Linked DNA regions of Hordeum vulgare: region 2 is linked to region 1. Evidence: chromatin contacts called from public Hi-C data. All regions are on one chromosome and are shown on one strand. The core of a region is the stretch at or near the end of the contact, and the rest is flanking DNA. Distances in the headings are between cores, read along the strand shown.

Region 1 (7,721 bases), core at 2,525-5,024:
ATCCAGGAACAACAAAAGTGACCTCGTATCGAAATCACAGACTGCCATGACATTTTCACTTGTGGTCCCTTTATTATTCCTATGTTGGGGTTGCAACTCCTTGGGCAAAATCACTTCAATGTTTGTTCCATCTATGCTTCCAATAGCATTTTGAAATGAGGCAAAAACTTTGTTTTTCTTAGTATGGGTACTACCAGCAGATCATCTACAAATCTCTAGCAAATAACAACATCATTCATCCATCTATCCAGCAACAACTAATCAATGCACCATTCATCCATCCATCATTCGATGATACAAAGAGATGGGGAGGAAGACATGCTCACCAACAAGATACGGGGAGGGACGAAACAACCTTAGGCAACGCCATCCGGCGGCTAGGGCGGGGTGATCTCGGGTTAGGCGGGGCTGGAGTTGCTAGGTGAGCTCAGGTGAAGCGGGCCATGTCAATGTCCTTCGTCGGGAAGGAAGGGATGGGGATGTAGGTCCGTAGAGGGGCGGGTGCAGCATCTCGTGTCGAGCGATGGCACCTGGAGGCGGTTGGGATGAACCCTATCGCGTCGGGGGTGGTAGAATGGAGGATGAAGTGAGCGACAAAGAAAAGGGGCGGTCGAACATGCTCTCCTTACTGGACCGAGTGGCATTTTACGTGTAATTCAACTCTCAAATAGGGATAGTCACAAAACTTGAAACGTTTTATTTTGCAGGAGCTACGAGAATCGTGAGAATTAGACTACTCATAGTGAGGAGTTACTTTGACTAGTAACATGCATATGTTACTAGTCTATGTTACTACCTCCATAGTGGGGAGTAATAAATGTATGATGTCATGCAACATTTTATTTATTAGCTTATAGATTCATTTGGTCTTGGTATGTGTGATGTTACTCATAGCATGAACAACTACTTATGTTACTCGATTCATCGCTTTCCTCATTAAATCATTGTCACATAAGCAAATTTACTGAATTGGACCTTATGTTACTGCTGAAGTTACTCCCATTATGGGTTGTCTTATGTGAATCAATCTGTGATTGGATGGTTATATGAGGACGGTGGTACGCCCAATCCATCAGTGTTCAAGTTCTAGACTTGACATTGGTGCTTGCATTATTCCTGAATTTATTTCAAGTTTTCGGCGATGTTCGTTCAGTGGGAGAAGACGTTTCCGTCGACTACAAGACGTGTGTAGTGAATTCTTAAAATCTCAAGATGCTATGACGTCTCGGAGGTGATTATAGGGATAGAATGTGTGTGTTAACATTTATAGGGGTGAGTGTATACTTTTATATGTGAGTGATTTTTGATCGTGCCGTGTGTAAAAGAAAAGGTGAGAATTATGGTTCGTAGGTGATTTTTCATTGCACTACCGCTTGTAACATTTTGAGGCGGTTTTGGATAACCAAATCGAGTTCTTTTCCTATTGTTGATTCTCCGTACGCGATTGTCGAGAATCACCTCAAAAGAACTGGCCGTGATCTTGACATGCTGGTTGGGCATAGCTGCATAGGTCATGCCGACCTGAGCACTCAAGATGGGAACAGTTTTGTATTTGTGGGGATCTAATTAATCAAGATGTCATGGCTGTCCCTAATGCAATCAATCCCCGTGTTACAAAGTGCGTGGTCAAATCAAAGGCAAAAACAAACGGCCTCTTTTGTCTTCAAACCAACCCGTGGATCGATCATTGTTTCTGACTCACTAGTCTCCCAGCACCTTTGATGGCTTGTTGAGAAAAGCAAAATGATTCAGAGGAAACAGCTCGGCTTCACCAGGAGTTGTGCCACAAATCGTCGGAAGAAACATGCATCTTCAAAGATGATGACCGACGACGATCGCCACCAATTGATTCCACGGACCTTGTACGTGGTGCTTGCTTATCCCATTATTATCCTCTTAAACAATCCCACTACGACCGCCGGCTGCCAGCCTACGGGGGAGACAGTGCACCCACGGAATGCGCTAAAGCAACGTTAGCATAGCCGCCCCACCATTGATTTTCTCCTGCAAAGTGCAAAGCCGGGCACCATTTGCTCACGGACCAATACAATAAGATCACTAGTGCTAACGCCGATCTAGCCGGCCATGGGGAGGACTTACGCATCCAGTGCAGATGACTTGTCGGGGGAGCCAGCCACACCCACCCTTCGTCGATCTTCGTCTCTCTCTCTCTCGATCGCACGCGCCGGCTCTGTGGCGCCTGTCTGCCTTTATATATAAACCCACATGCGGCGGAGCACATCGTGTATAGACGAACTGACGAAGGAGGAGGAAGGAAGCATGCATGTGATGCACAGCGGAGCAAGGTGACAAAGGAGCGCACTGTTGCGTGCATGATCCCTACAACAACAGAGGCCAGCAGAGGCTCAGCTCGTGTCGCCACAGATCTGGCCGTCTGGCAAAGGCTAATCATTGCACCATAAATCCCCCATCTACGCACAAGCATTATGTACAGGCCGCCATGGGCAGGCAGAGCGAGATGGTGGTGGAGGAAAAAAACAAAGCTTGGAAGAAGAAGAAGAAGAAGAAGAGAAAGAAGTGTGAGGTGATGCATGGGGATCTAGTGGCAGTGGACAGCTGCTGCTAGCTAGCTGGCTAGGGATCGAGAGCGGATCACTTGTGAGATAAGAAGAAGGAAAAAAGAAGTGAAATTACAGAATTGTTTGCTCTTCAACACATGCACACACATGGACATGGACACTGGCCATCTACAGTGGCTAGCTAGCACACACGCAATCAGGCCACCCAAAACGACTGACGAGCGCGATGAGAGAAGACCGGTGAACATGGTGCGAGCGATGGCGAGGAAGAAGAAGGGTTTCGTCATGTCGCCGTAGTCCCCATCGGCCGGTCACCTCTCATAGCTCCTGCAATGGGTCAAAGGATCTGTAATGAGACAACACATCACTTCATCCAACAGCTCTTAACAATTCAATAATTGCGTACTAGTAGTAGTACTATGATGATGTACTACTACGTGGCTAACGTGGACTGCAAAGATTGCTACTACATGGAGATGACCAGCGGACGGACCTGCTTGGACGCGGCCATGTCGGTGGCTATCTTGGCGTCGGCGTCCACGGCGACGACCTTGTCGCCCTTCTTGGCCGCGGCGGCATTGTTGGCGACGCCGCCGCCGACGCATAGCGACTTCCGGAGGCCGAGCATCTCCCTCCACCGGCTGGACCCCTTGGGCGTGGACGCCCTCTCCTCGTCGGCGCTACCACGGAGCTCGTCGCGGAGCGTGGAGGGAGCGCGGCCGCCCTCGACCTTGAAGGGGAGGATCCTGCCCTTGGAGAAGAGCTGGTCGGCGGCCATCATGGGGTGGCTGCCGACGGAGAACTCGAAGTTCTGGTCCTCCTCCTGGCACCGCAGGCCCATGGCCCGGTTCTGCACCGGCGGCGGCGGCTCCATGGAGAAGTCGCTGGAGAAGGAGATGCGCGGGCCCGGCTGCCCGCCGCCGAACGCCACCGCGCCGCCGTCCGGGTTGTACATGTTAACGCATGCCATGGCTCGCGCGCTAGCTAGATTAATTAGCTCGATCGTCGTGGGATAGCTTGGCTGATGCGTGGCGAGGCTTTTAAAAGGTGGTGATGGTGGTGGTGTCTGGTCTCGGCGTGCGAGCTGAAGAAACGGGGCACTGTTACGGGTCACTGAGTGTGGAGGTGATGGTGGATTTGGATGGGTTTTATAGAGATGAGAGGAGAGGGGGGCTGCTTGGGATGAAGCTTTTGGGTAGATGTGCGCTGCAATTGTTTGGCACCGCCTGTAGTAAACGGTGATGATTGAGATGCATGGCGAGCTGTTTTCTTTCTCCACCGGTGAACAATGGATTAGAGCCATATAGGTGAAATATATACAGTACTCCCTCCGATACATACACAGGTTGCGTCAGTTAATTCAGATCGGAGGAAGTGGTACTTTTCCCTAGAATTTTTTTGGAAGTACTCCCTCCGTTCCTAAGTATAAGACCTTCTTAAGATTCCACTATGAACTACATATAAATGTATATAGACATATTTTAAAGTATAAATTCGCTCATTTTGCTTCGTATGTAGTCCATAATAAAATATCTAAAAGGTCTTATATGTAAAAACGAAGGGAGTATATGAGTACAACAATGTCGGCATGGCCATACGTATGCGGGCATGTGGGTTTACTCGAACCATATGAAACGTAAGGGTTGGTCATGGCTTTTTCACTTTTTGTAGTTATGGTTTGGAGACTAGCCACTTATATCTGTCATCACCTGAAACTTGACTCTCGAGTGAAGGCACCCGAAACTTGAAACCCAGTTGAAGTCTCGAAGATGCTTCTTCTGAATTCCAACGGGCACCCGTCACAAAACCCCATCACCACAGCATCACCGCCGGCCGCATGCCACAGTACAACCGTTCAAACCTTTCTCATTACACAAAAAGAGAGCACGGGGATCGTTCTGGAACGGACTGTTGATTTTGTTTCTCTGTGCCAGCTCCAGGCCCGGGATAAGAAGAAGAAGAAGAATGCCGTTTGTTGATATGCGATCTTGGGACGATAGATCGCAAGTCCCAACACGGATCGGGAACCATGGACGCGTGCGTGCGGCGCTCATGGGGGGGGAGAAGAATCTCAGGAGCGTCGGTGTGCCAGTGCCAGTGCTCCCAGCAGCGATTCTTCCTCGTTTGGATGCGCGCTGCTAGTTGCTTGGACGTGTGGCAAATGCCGGTCTTGGGGCCTCGCCGCGGTCAAACAATGGCTGTCATTGTCCAGCTTGTGATTGGCATTGTTATCATAATCCCGGCACGGTGGTTGGATAGAGTGAATTCTGGCATGCCGCAACCGCACTTGATTCCCGGCCCTTTTACCACCGGGAAAGCAAGCGCACGTGAGGTGCATGACCCAGATGCGGCAAGGTCTGCCTGCCACACCGACCAACGCCACTTGGGTTCGCCTCGGAGCTTGACACGTAACCCTTTGCGATTTATTTGCAGATCAAGAGCTACCAGTAAGTACATGTATGTCGTCACGTGAAAGATGGTGTTTTTTACTTGAAACCAAACTAATGACCAAAGGAAAATATTGCACGGGGAAATTTTTGGTTATATACATACATTTAGTAAAGGGTATACATCGAGGGGAAATCGACGTTTTGTCTGCGATTATTATATAGCAGTAGTGTCATCAAGCAGCATGAAATAATTGAGAGCAGGGGCATAATTATTTCTTCGAATGAGCCAAGGGGCATGATTATAGTGGGGTTTGCGAGGAGTATGGTGCAAGGATGCCAACCTCCAAGTGTAGAGTAGAACAAATTAGACCCATCCATAATTGCAGGGGGAATTAGCAAAGGCGCAGACAACAGTCCTTTTCCTCATTGAACACATGATGATCCACCACACGGCACAGGGCCATACTGGCGTGGCAACTGTTGGGGATCATGCGAGACAAGAGGATCGTAAGGCTTTGTTCATGAAGCGCATACCGAGGAACAAGAAAATCCGTACGGCCTGAGTCCGACGGCCTACGGTGCGGTGCGGGGGCGGGGGCGGGGGCGTAGGTTCGGTGGTAGCTTTCTTCCCCGTGGATTCGGGACCAGCGGCCTCAGCGGAAGACCTGGCGTGGACGACCTGAAGAAGAAGAGCAGATGAGCACAGAAAGCGATCTCCATAACAAATGAACAGATATGTGCTGTTCAAGGGGAAAGCAACGTTAATGGTAAGGTCACCAGATGCCAGGGTAAGCCATGTTCAGGGCAGAATGGAGTACGAATGCCCAAGCAAAGAATCAGGTAGGCTGGCATTCTTAACGAGTCTACATGGCTCCATATCACTGGAGTTAAAATCCAGTTAAAATGTTGCACGCTAGAAATCAAAGCCTAACACACCAAGCAACGACTACGACTGTAATCCTATCCAAAATTTGAACCGTCAATCCTAGCTGTGACATTTCTACGAACTGCAAACTTCTCGATACCTATCGACAAAAAGGATGAAGTGGAACATCTATAGCCTGGCAGATATTGTTAAGTGCGCATGCACATGCCAGATTAACAAAAGAAAATGCAAACATGCTTAAAGATGTCCGGGATTGGGATCGGTTGGGCACCAGCAGGAGGGAGGGAGGGAGGGAGAAGGTAGGTAACAAGATCGTTTGACCGACACTTGACCGGTTTGTTATTTAGCCAGAGTGAGCTGGCGACATGGACCTCTCAGAACAGGACCATGTGATCCCAAAGGATCCTCTCCCTCCTCGCCTTGGTTCCGTCTCCATGACCAATCATAATACGGCTCCTCCGTCCTGTGCCTCCTCCAGGTCACCTCACAGCGGACCGGTCAAGGAGTTCTTGTTCCTTAGTAATGCCTGTCCTATTTCTATTGAATCACAGACTATAGTGTCCTGGTGGAAACAGGACCATTTTAAACACTCGTCTAGTCTCAGGTCACCTCACAGTGTCCATGCTAATAGATGGAGTGCAACATGCTGCTGGAATGGCAAAATTACCAGCAACGAGATACTCCACATTCAGATCATGAAAAGCTAACGTTTTGGACAGGTCTCCGACACATAACATGGAGCATTAACTTCTGTTTACAAACATATCAATAAAATCAAACAAAAGTTGATATTGTGCTAGTACTTTTCGAGGCAAGTCTGCACGTATGGTTTCCAAGTATCAAGGCTAAATATTTAAAAAGATATCTGTAGTCAAAGTTTCAAAAGTTTTAGTAGGCTTATGTCCAGAGGGACGTTTTTTTATGAACTGGACGTAGTAGCCACCTCCAGCAGGGTGCTGGCGTTTTATATATATTAACTCTCACATATAAGAAAGGATAGCAGATTAAGCCTCAGTTAGGTTACTTGTGTTGTTGGATGACGTGCCATGTCACTGGAAAAGGGGCCGAGATTTCAAAGAAAAAAACTGTTAACCTACTGCTGAATATATGACACTGAAACCTAATCTGGAGTGCACCCAGCCTCGAATACAGCATAAAGTTTTGAAGCACCCATCTAATCATGTTAACCTCACTCCCCCCTTAGCAGCCAAGGAAAGATATAAAACATGACATGCCAGGGAAGAGAAACTTTTCTAACAGATTTCAGAATGACCCTTAAGAATGTCATCGAATTTAACACTTGTCCCCATTACTATAAGATACTTAGATGGGTTGAAGTAGGATCTTCACATTGGTGTGATGCAGTAATATCAAAGACAACAGAACTAGAGTTCTATGCTGTAAATATTAGACCATCTAATCTAAATCAACAGTTCGAGGTGAGGTCTAATTTCCACAGCAATATCATTAGATAAAAAGGATTCCGCATGAGTTCTGTAAGAACATGGAATCAAAAGTTCAAATTATGTGCATTTTCTGCAGATTATGTATTATAAATAGAATTCCGTTTTAGCTACGGATGAATTAAGAACCATTTTAGGAAAAAGCAGATCATTCATGGGGAGAAAAGCATGTGCATTCCATTTTGTTAAGTTGCTTGAAAACCTAACCACATAATGGTCAAAGTTTTAGTATAAGCAAAGCTCTTAAGATCAAGAGAACCCATGTGAGCACATGAACAGCACCAATTCTTTTCTTCCAGCAATGTGTTAACTTTTGTGACTGCACATGTGAGTGGTGGGAATGAAGACCAGCCTCATTGTGACACACACTCAACCCACTACCTTTAATCCTACAGATCTCGAGAAAAAAGGAAAGAACAGAATATATTTCCTTGTAATTATA
Region 2 (7,721 bases), core at 2,622-5,121, 180 kb before region 1:
AAAATTTGCGAAAACATTTTAAAGGGTCATCGGTATGGTTTGCGTGCAATGCATGTCATGCAACTTTTTAATAAAAGAAAGAAATAAACAAAGGCAATGGCAGTATAAAACCCTTACAATAGTTATGGTGGTTTTATCGTAATTTACCCCTTACCCCAAATACTATCTCTGATCTTCTATGGTTTTCTAACACAATATAGACGTAAAATGCTCATATATATACGTATACACTTACCTTTATAAACACATACATGCATATTCTATTTCTATGAGCACCTCCAAAAGACTAAGCTAACATATCATCTTGAGATTTACGAAGTTCTCGTAAGCAACTCGTTGTCGAAGAAAACGTCTTCTTTTACTGAAAACGCATCGCTGAAAATCTTAAAATAAATTCAAAAATAATACGAACACCAAGACTTAAGAGCATCTATAATAGGACCTCTCAAACCCGCACAAACGTCCGGGCAGTCTGCCCGACCACTGATCGATCACAAAAAACGATCCAGTCGGACCCCTCATACCCATCTCAACACCTGGACTGGTCGGCACCCCACATATCGATCTCACATATGAAGACGATATGAGGACTCGCGGACGCGTTTGGGCACGCGCGGACAGTCCATCACGTAGGACGCGACCCTATCCATATCATTTTTTCTTTTTCTTTATTCATTCTTTCCCTTCTCTCTCTTCTTCTCAAGCAATCACGCGCAAATGATCGGACATATGAGGAAAAATATAAGAGATATGACTGCATAGATAAAAAAGTAAGGCTTAAAACGGACACGCCTGGTCAGTGACCGGACGCGTCCACGTACATTTAAGGGGCCGGATTTAAGTTCCGGTTGTAGATGTTCTCAACCGTAGTGAATCACCGTTACTCCAATCATCCAACCACACGTTGGTTGTCCGTGATCCTCTTTGTCGACGGCCGATTGTGTCGTGAAATCACATCTGGCAGTAAACTCGCGGAACGGAACCCCGCCGCGTCGATCTCGGCGGTAGAGTGAAAATCACGTACGGGGGCGTACGCACGGTTCCGTTGTGTGGAGATCCCAACGGCCCGTGAGCCATTTACACCCGGTTCGGCACCCCCGGCCACCACGCGCATGCGCCGGCCAAGCCAAGCCTCGTGCGCATGAAAGCCATGAATGCTGGATCGACCCAGCCGCCGCCCCTGCCCGTCGGTGCGAAGAAGAGCAGCGGAGCCCATCGCGCGCCCGCGTAAATGGCCGCCGTGGCCTGTCACGGGGACGTGCGCGGGGCCGGCCGCGCAGGCACACGCCCGCGTGACCGCTTCCTCCTCGCGATTCATGGGCGGCAGAACAGCGGCGGGCTGGTACTCTGGTAGGTCTGCCAGTAACTGTGAACTGACAGCACGCACGCGTGGTCGCGGCTGCGTCTGCAGCTTCTGATTCTTTCCTTGTCCCTGCACAGCAACACTGGCCGGGCTGGGGGCACGGGGCACCGTGGACTGTAGTGACTGACGTCTCAAGTGTTAAAGACATGGATGGTTCAGTCTGACAGTCTCTGATTGATTATATATGCGTGTGTTTGTATTGTGTCACTGCTGGGAGGAGAGCTTGAGATGTTTACATGGACAGTTGGCTGATAGCGCGGTTAGAGCATCTCTAGCACACGCTATATAATGTCTGGATCTATAAAATAACCGCTAAAATACGGGTACACACCAAAAAAACTGTCAGATCAGAATCCGTATCGGACCGCGATCTGTAAAAGTTTTTAAGGAGCACTGAAAATATCCTCACCAAACCTGTAAAAATAAGGATTCGGAGGACGCCCGAGGACGGCTTGTATATACGAAAGACCGTTAGAGGAGTCCAACTGCCATCAGAACCTTCATGGCTTGCTTCCGTTCCCGTCCGTGCGCCGATCGTTCGCCCCGACCGCTGCGCCCGCTGGCCGTCCGCCCGCGCTGCTAGCCGTGCCCGTCTATGGCTCTCCTGACGAAGGAGCTAGCAAGCTGAATCGATTCGATTCAAAGGACACTAGTAGCTAGCTAGCTAGCTCTAGCTGAATCGATTCATTCTAAAGGCGCTAGCTAGCTAGATCTGGGCTAGCTAGCTCTAGCTCGCGGAGAAGTCCGGTCGCCGCGTGCCAACGATCGCTCGTCCGCAAACGGCCACCCCGCGTCTTCTTTTTCCGTTCGTTCGTCGGTGGCCGCCCTGTCCTACAGTATGTGCCGATATTAGATTGACGTGAGGAAGAGGATGATGGAAAGAAAAAAAAAAGGCTAAAATCGCTATATTCAAAGAATATTTTTTCACAGGTCCACTTTACGGGGTTTTGATTTTGTCCACGCCTGTGTCGACCTGCAAAGTAGTTTTTCTGCAAATTTTGAACATGTTTTACGGATCGACGTTGTACGATGTGTGTTAAAGATGCTATTAAAAGACCGACCGTCGACAGATTGTGAATAGAGCGCAGCCGATTGATCGATCGATCCATCGGTCAAGATTCCTGTAAAAAGAAGGCGCAGGCCGATCGATCGGTCGGCAGCGGAAAGCAACACAGCACCTGCCTGTTGCTGTTGGGTGCCTGCTTGGAGACTGACTATGCATCAATGCATGGAGAAACTTGGTTCTGTACACCTGTTCCTGCCACTGCCCGCCTCTACTGGAGAGTCAGAAGTGGACAAGTCACTCGACCCATCAGTTCCAAGATAAGATAAGATAAGCACGACTCAGAAAACCGGAGCGGAAACGTACAAAGAGCTAGCTAGCTAGCTGCATTGACCCGAATCAGTCAGTTGTCAGTACGATTACAAGCCACCTGCAGCTAACCAAAGCGGACATCCAGGATCATCATCCCAGCTAAAACCGTGGCTAGCACTAGCGCTTCTCCCAGTCGAAGCATCGGATTCCCCCGACGAATAGGGCGCAAAAGACGAGCGCATTTCCCAGTCCGTCCAAGGATATGCGTACCTATAGCTAGCTGCAGAAAAGAGTACTAAGAAAAGAACAAATTAAATAGCGGCCTAGCAAAGAATCAATACCACCGGCAGGGTACGTCCGGCCGGTGCCGGCTGGAGCAGAGCAGAGGCAGGTAGCCCATGCCGATGCGGTGCGTCAATTAACTGTGCGCCGCCACTGTTCCGCCATCGCCATGCCCGCGCCCGATCACGCCGTTGGCCGGTCGGCTTCCGTCGCGTCGTACGGTGGCGGGGGACCGTGCGATGCACGCGTGGGTTAATAATTCACCCGGCATGCAGGCACCGCAAGTGCCAAAAGAGAAGGATCTTGCTGCCCATAGAAACACAGTAAGTTTCCCTTCTTTGCAGGTGTTCGTTCTGCTCTTGCAGTACCAGTACAGTCTCCTGTCCTGCCTGCCGCCCCTGTTCCGGCTGCAGCTAGCGTCCATCCTCTGCTCACTGCTCAGTGCCGTTGGTTGGTTACTACCACTGTAATTTTTGGCAGCAGCTTGGGGAAGTTTTACTGTCGCAGGGGAAGGACGGTCTCTTCAATTAACCGTCAAATCAGGCATGGGTGGATTATACTCCTATGTGTCGCTGCTGCTGCCTGTTAATCACCCCCAGTTCTTGCCGTACTGTACTCTAGCTTCCAGTCCATGTGCACAGCCCATTTGACAGAGGACACATAGTTGCATTAGTCAATGGTATATCAGTGTCACGGTGTGATTTCTGCATGCAGAATTTTCATTAACTGCCTGGCATGTTTTCTCGGGTGTAGCATCAAACGGATAGACTATCAAATTCCGCCGCAGGCCAAGTAGCCGGTGTCAAATGCAGAGTAGTCTTAGGCTGTCTCCATGTTCCACAGTGTCTGTCAGTGTCGCTGATGTTTAATCAGCTCTACTCCACTCTACTCATCATTGGCCCTCGTTTTTCCAGCCTGCTACGCCGAGCATATACGGTTTGCTTGCCCGGAATCTAACAACGACCGGACGGGAGCGGCTCACAGAAGAATATTCGGCGCTACGGCAGGAGGGGTTCGTCGATCGGAGGGGACAGCGCCACTCGACTAGTTTAACCAACCCGATCTGCAGTGGATCGGAACTCTTGTCCGGCGTTGCGAGACGCATGTGACATCACCAGATCGCACGAAAGCTTCCATTGGTCAGAGGGAAGCCACCTGTGGATCTGCTCTGCTCTGGTTTTCGTTTCACCGTCACCGCTTGGCTGCGAGTAACAAGTTGATGTTCCGTGCATGAGAAGCTGAACATGGCCGATCTGTATCTGTCGGCCAGCGTTATTGTTAGTAGTAGTATATCTTATCCCCTGTCTGTTTCTAACGTGGCGAGGGCGTTTTGATCTTGACCCCTACGGCTACAAGGAGAAACGACAAAGTGACGTCTGGTTAGAGAAACGATAAAATTTAGGAGAGGAATCCTATGTTGCCTGCGTCACCGTCATCTTCTAAGAGCTTGTTTGATTGGAGACTAATTTTGCCGGTCAACGTGTGGCAAGCCATTAAAGTGTGACAAGCCACAAAGTGTTAACGTCAAACTTTGGTAAAAGTTGATAAAAAAATTGACTCTATGACAAATGGGCCATAGCGACAATAAAGTGTGGCAAGACAAAGTGTGACAAAACCAAACATATGCCAACTAAACTATGGCTGCCAAATTTTGGCTTGGCAAAGTGTGGCTGGGAACCAAACAGGCCCTGAATCGTAACTCCGAATTTAACATGTTATATATAAAATTTGATTAGAAAAGTATGTAGAAATTGAATATGATGTTATTTTATCTGTTACACATTTAATAAAAGTACTATCTAGGATGCAATCTTAATAAATAATTCATTACTGGATTGGAGAAATTGAAGGTCATTTGCCTGTTTCTTTGTACGTATTAAATCTACTTGCAAGCCGTGTTAAAATAAAAGACATGTGAAATCTTGAACTGCACTTTTGTAGGGTAAGACCATCTTTGGTTGTACCGTAACTACAAATTTTCAGACTATAGACCATTTTTTATAAACTAAGAGCGTGTGGTATTTTTTTCCCGTTGCAACGCACGGGTCCTTCTGCTAGTAACATTCAACATGTCAACGGAATATAAAAATTTGACATGTTTGATTATGATGAAGATCATCCTCAGTTGCCCATGCTCTTTCCGGCGTAATTGCCGTCCTCCTCGCGTAAGTATCGTTTGAAGATGCAATACGAATTGAGACGGATATGCTCCTGGTCGGAGTTGTCCTCACCGTCGATGTCCTCCTTTGATGGCAGTCCGACCATTTCACGGATCGCCCGATTCTGCTCTCGAGCAAGGGCGTGCATGTTCCTCCCCTGTCTCTTCTTCACAATGCGGACGGAGATGGCTTCCTCCTTTGTGGACTCCCGCGGTGCCACATCATCCGCCTCCGTCACCGCCACATCGGCAACGAGTCGGGCCTCAGCGGCCCTTATCCTCTCATTCCCATGACGGGCACACCGGTTCCGATGGAACTCATACTCCTCCCACCGGTGATGGGAAGGATAGATTTGAAGGCCGCGAGGATCCATCCCCAGAGGATCCAAGCGTCCATTGAGCCGATGCTATGGAGTCGCGCAGGACAAATCCTGTCGTCGGTTGGGCGTTGTCTTCCCGGGAGTGCCGGAGCGCAATGCGGATGACCATTGACTCCTCCAACCCGCACGAGATGACACCCCAATCGATGGATTCGGACTAGTCGGAGTCAGATCCAATACATGCCATGCCGAAGAGGGCCGGAGATCGTCGGAGGTGAGCTCGGGTGATGGAGGGGAGTAGAGTAAAGTGGCTAGGGTTTGGTCCAACGGGCGTATGAGGATGAATATATGTGGGGTCGGGTGAGCCAACGTGGACCGGGTCCGACGCGGCGGACGCCCCCCGGCGCGCCATACCCACCCATATTTGGGCTAGATATGAGGGGTGTCAGTCATCCCAAGCGTTTGAGGCCCATTTGAGGCGCCCGCCTGGGTTGATTTTCCATGACCGGGTGATGACCCACAAGAATAGGGGATCAATCGTAGTCCTTTCGATAAGTAAGAGTGTGAAACCCAACGAGGAGCAAAAGGAAATGACAAGAAGTTTCCAATAAGCTAATTTCTGCAAGCACTGATATAGCGGTAACAAGTTGTTTCATAGCAAGATAATTGTAACAAGTAACGAGTAGCAATAGTGATAATAAGTGCAGCAAGGTAGCCCAATCCTTTTGTGGCAAAGGACAGGCTGGAACGGTTTCTTATGATAGGCAAAGCGTTCTTAAGGGCACACGAGAATTTCATCTAATCACTTTTGTCATGTCAGATTAATTCGTGTTCGGTACTTTGATAATTTGATATATGGGTGGACCGATGCTTGGGTGTTGTTCTTATTTGAACAAGCCTCCCACTTATCGTTAACTCTCCTGCAAGCATCCGCAACTACGAGAAAAGTATTAAGAATAAATTCTAACCATAGCATTAAACATAGGGATCCAAATCAGCCCCTTACGGAATAGCGCATAAACTGGGGTTTAAGTTTCCGTCACTCTTGCAACCCACCATCTGATAACTACTCCACAATGCATTCCCTTAGGCCCAAAGATGGTGAAGTGTTATGTAGTTGACGTCACTGTTCAAGATATCCCCCGATATGCTGATAAATCGGCCGATTTGTCATTTACCAATGTCTGATCGATAAGATAAATTGGTCGATATGCCGATAAATCAGCCGATATGCTGATAAATCAGGCGATTTACCCCTTATCCTAGGTCGATCGATAAGTTCCTGATAAGCGATATCCCCAACATTGGTTGACATTCCCATAACACCACTAAGGGAATCACAACATTTATATCATCAAAATATCGAACGAATATCAACTTCACATGACTACTTGCAACATGACTTCTCCCGTGGCCTCCAGAACAAAAGTAACTACTCACAAGTGATAAACATGCTCATGATCAGAGAGGTATTAAATAGCATATTGGATCTGAACATATGATCTTCCACCAAATAAACAATAAAGCATCAACTACAAGATGTAATCAACACTACTAGTCACCCCCAAGGTGCCAATCTGAGGTTCCGGTACAAGATTCAACACAAGAGATGAACTAGGGTTTGAGAGGAGATGGTGTTGTTAAAGATGTTGATGAAGATTGGCCTCCCCAAGATGGCAGGGTTGTTGGTGATGACGATGGTCTTGATTTCCCCCTCCGGGAGGGAAGTTCCCCCAGCGGAATTGCTTCGCTCGAGGGCAAAAGTGCTCCTGCCCAAGTTCCGCCTCGATACGATGGTGCTCCATCCCGAAAGTCCTCTCCTGATTTTTTTGCAGGTTAAAAGTCAATATATATACCAGAAGATAGTCGCCAGAAGTGGGCTGGGTGGCCCACTACCCACCAGGTCGCGCCAGGGGGGCTCGCGCGCCCTGGCACAAAGTTGCCACCTGGCATCCCCTTCTGGTACTTCTTTCCTCCAATATTTTTTATTTATTCCATAAAATTCCTCGTGAAGTTTCAGTGCATTTGGAGATGTGCAGAATAGGTATCTCTGACGTAGCTTTTTCACGTGCAGAATTCCATCTCCGACATTCTCCCTCTTGGTGTAAACCTTGCATTTTATGAGAGAAAAGGCATTCGACTTACTCTATAAAGTGGTATAATGCACAAAAACACTACAAATAACATTAGCAAAACATGCTGCAAAATGGATGTATCAACTCCCCCAAGCTTAGACCTTGCTTGTCTTCAAGCGAAAACCGATAACGAAAGTCATGACCACAC

Evidence for each region. Hi-C and Micro-C count contacts between places; a contact is called where the count stands out from the background.
Region 2: a contact with region 1 is called in a Hi-C map of seedling, with 2.3 times the contacts expected there. The contact joins the enhancer-like site here to the promoter of LOC123402309 in region 1. A contact is called at or near these places in 3 of 6 Hi-C or Micro-C datasets (leaf and seedling).

Annotation. Positions count from the first base shown.
Region 1 is chr6H:517,886,320-517,894,040 of MorexV3_pseudomolecules_assembly, reverse strand. LOC123402309 reads right to left here and starts at 3,774. Exons shown (of 2, transcript XM_045096208.1): 1 at 3,034-3,774; 2 at 2,304-2,867. The coding sequence starts at 3,510. The coding sequence ends at 2,859. It overlaps LOC123402879 (DNA repair and recombination protein RAD54), which reads right to left. Exons shown (of 23, transcript XM_045096841.1): 23 at 5,062-5,609.
Region 2 is chr6H:518,063,716-518,071,436 of MorexV3_pseudomolecules_assembly, reverse strand. No RefSeq gene overlaps it. Among protein-coding and RNA genes, the nearest start is that of LOC123406254, 120 kb to the left of the region's middle. Within about 2 kb of position 3,871, at least 3 of the 3 cell types and tissues checked have open chromatin away from gene starts, as enhancers often do. A contact at or near this core is called in leaf and seedling, where this site is marked.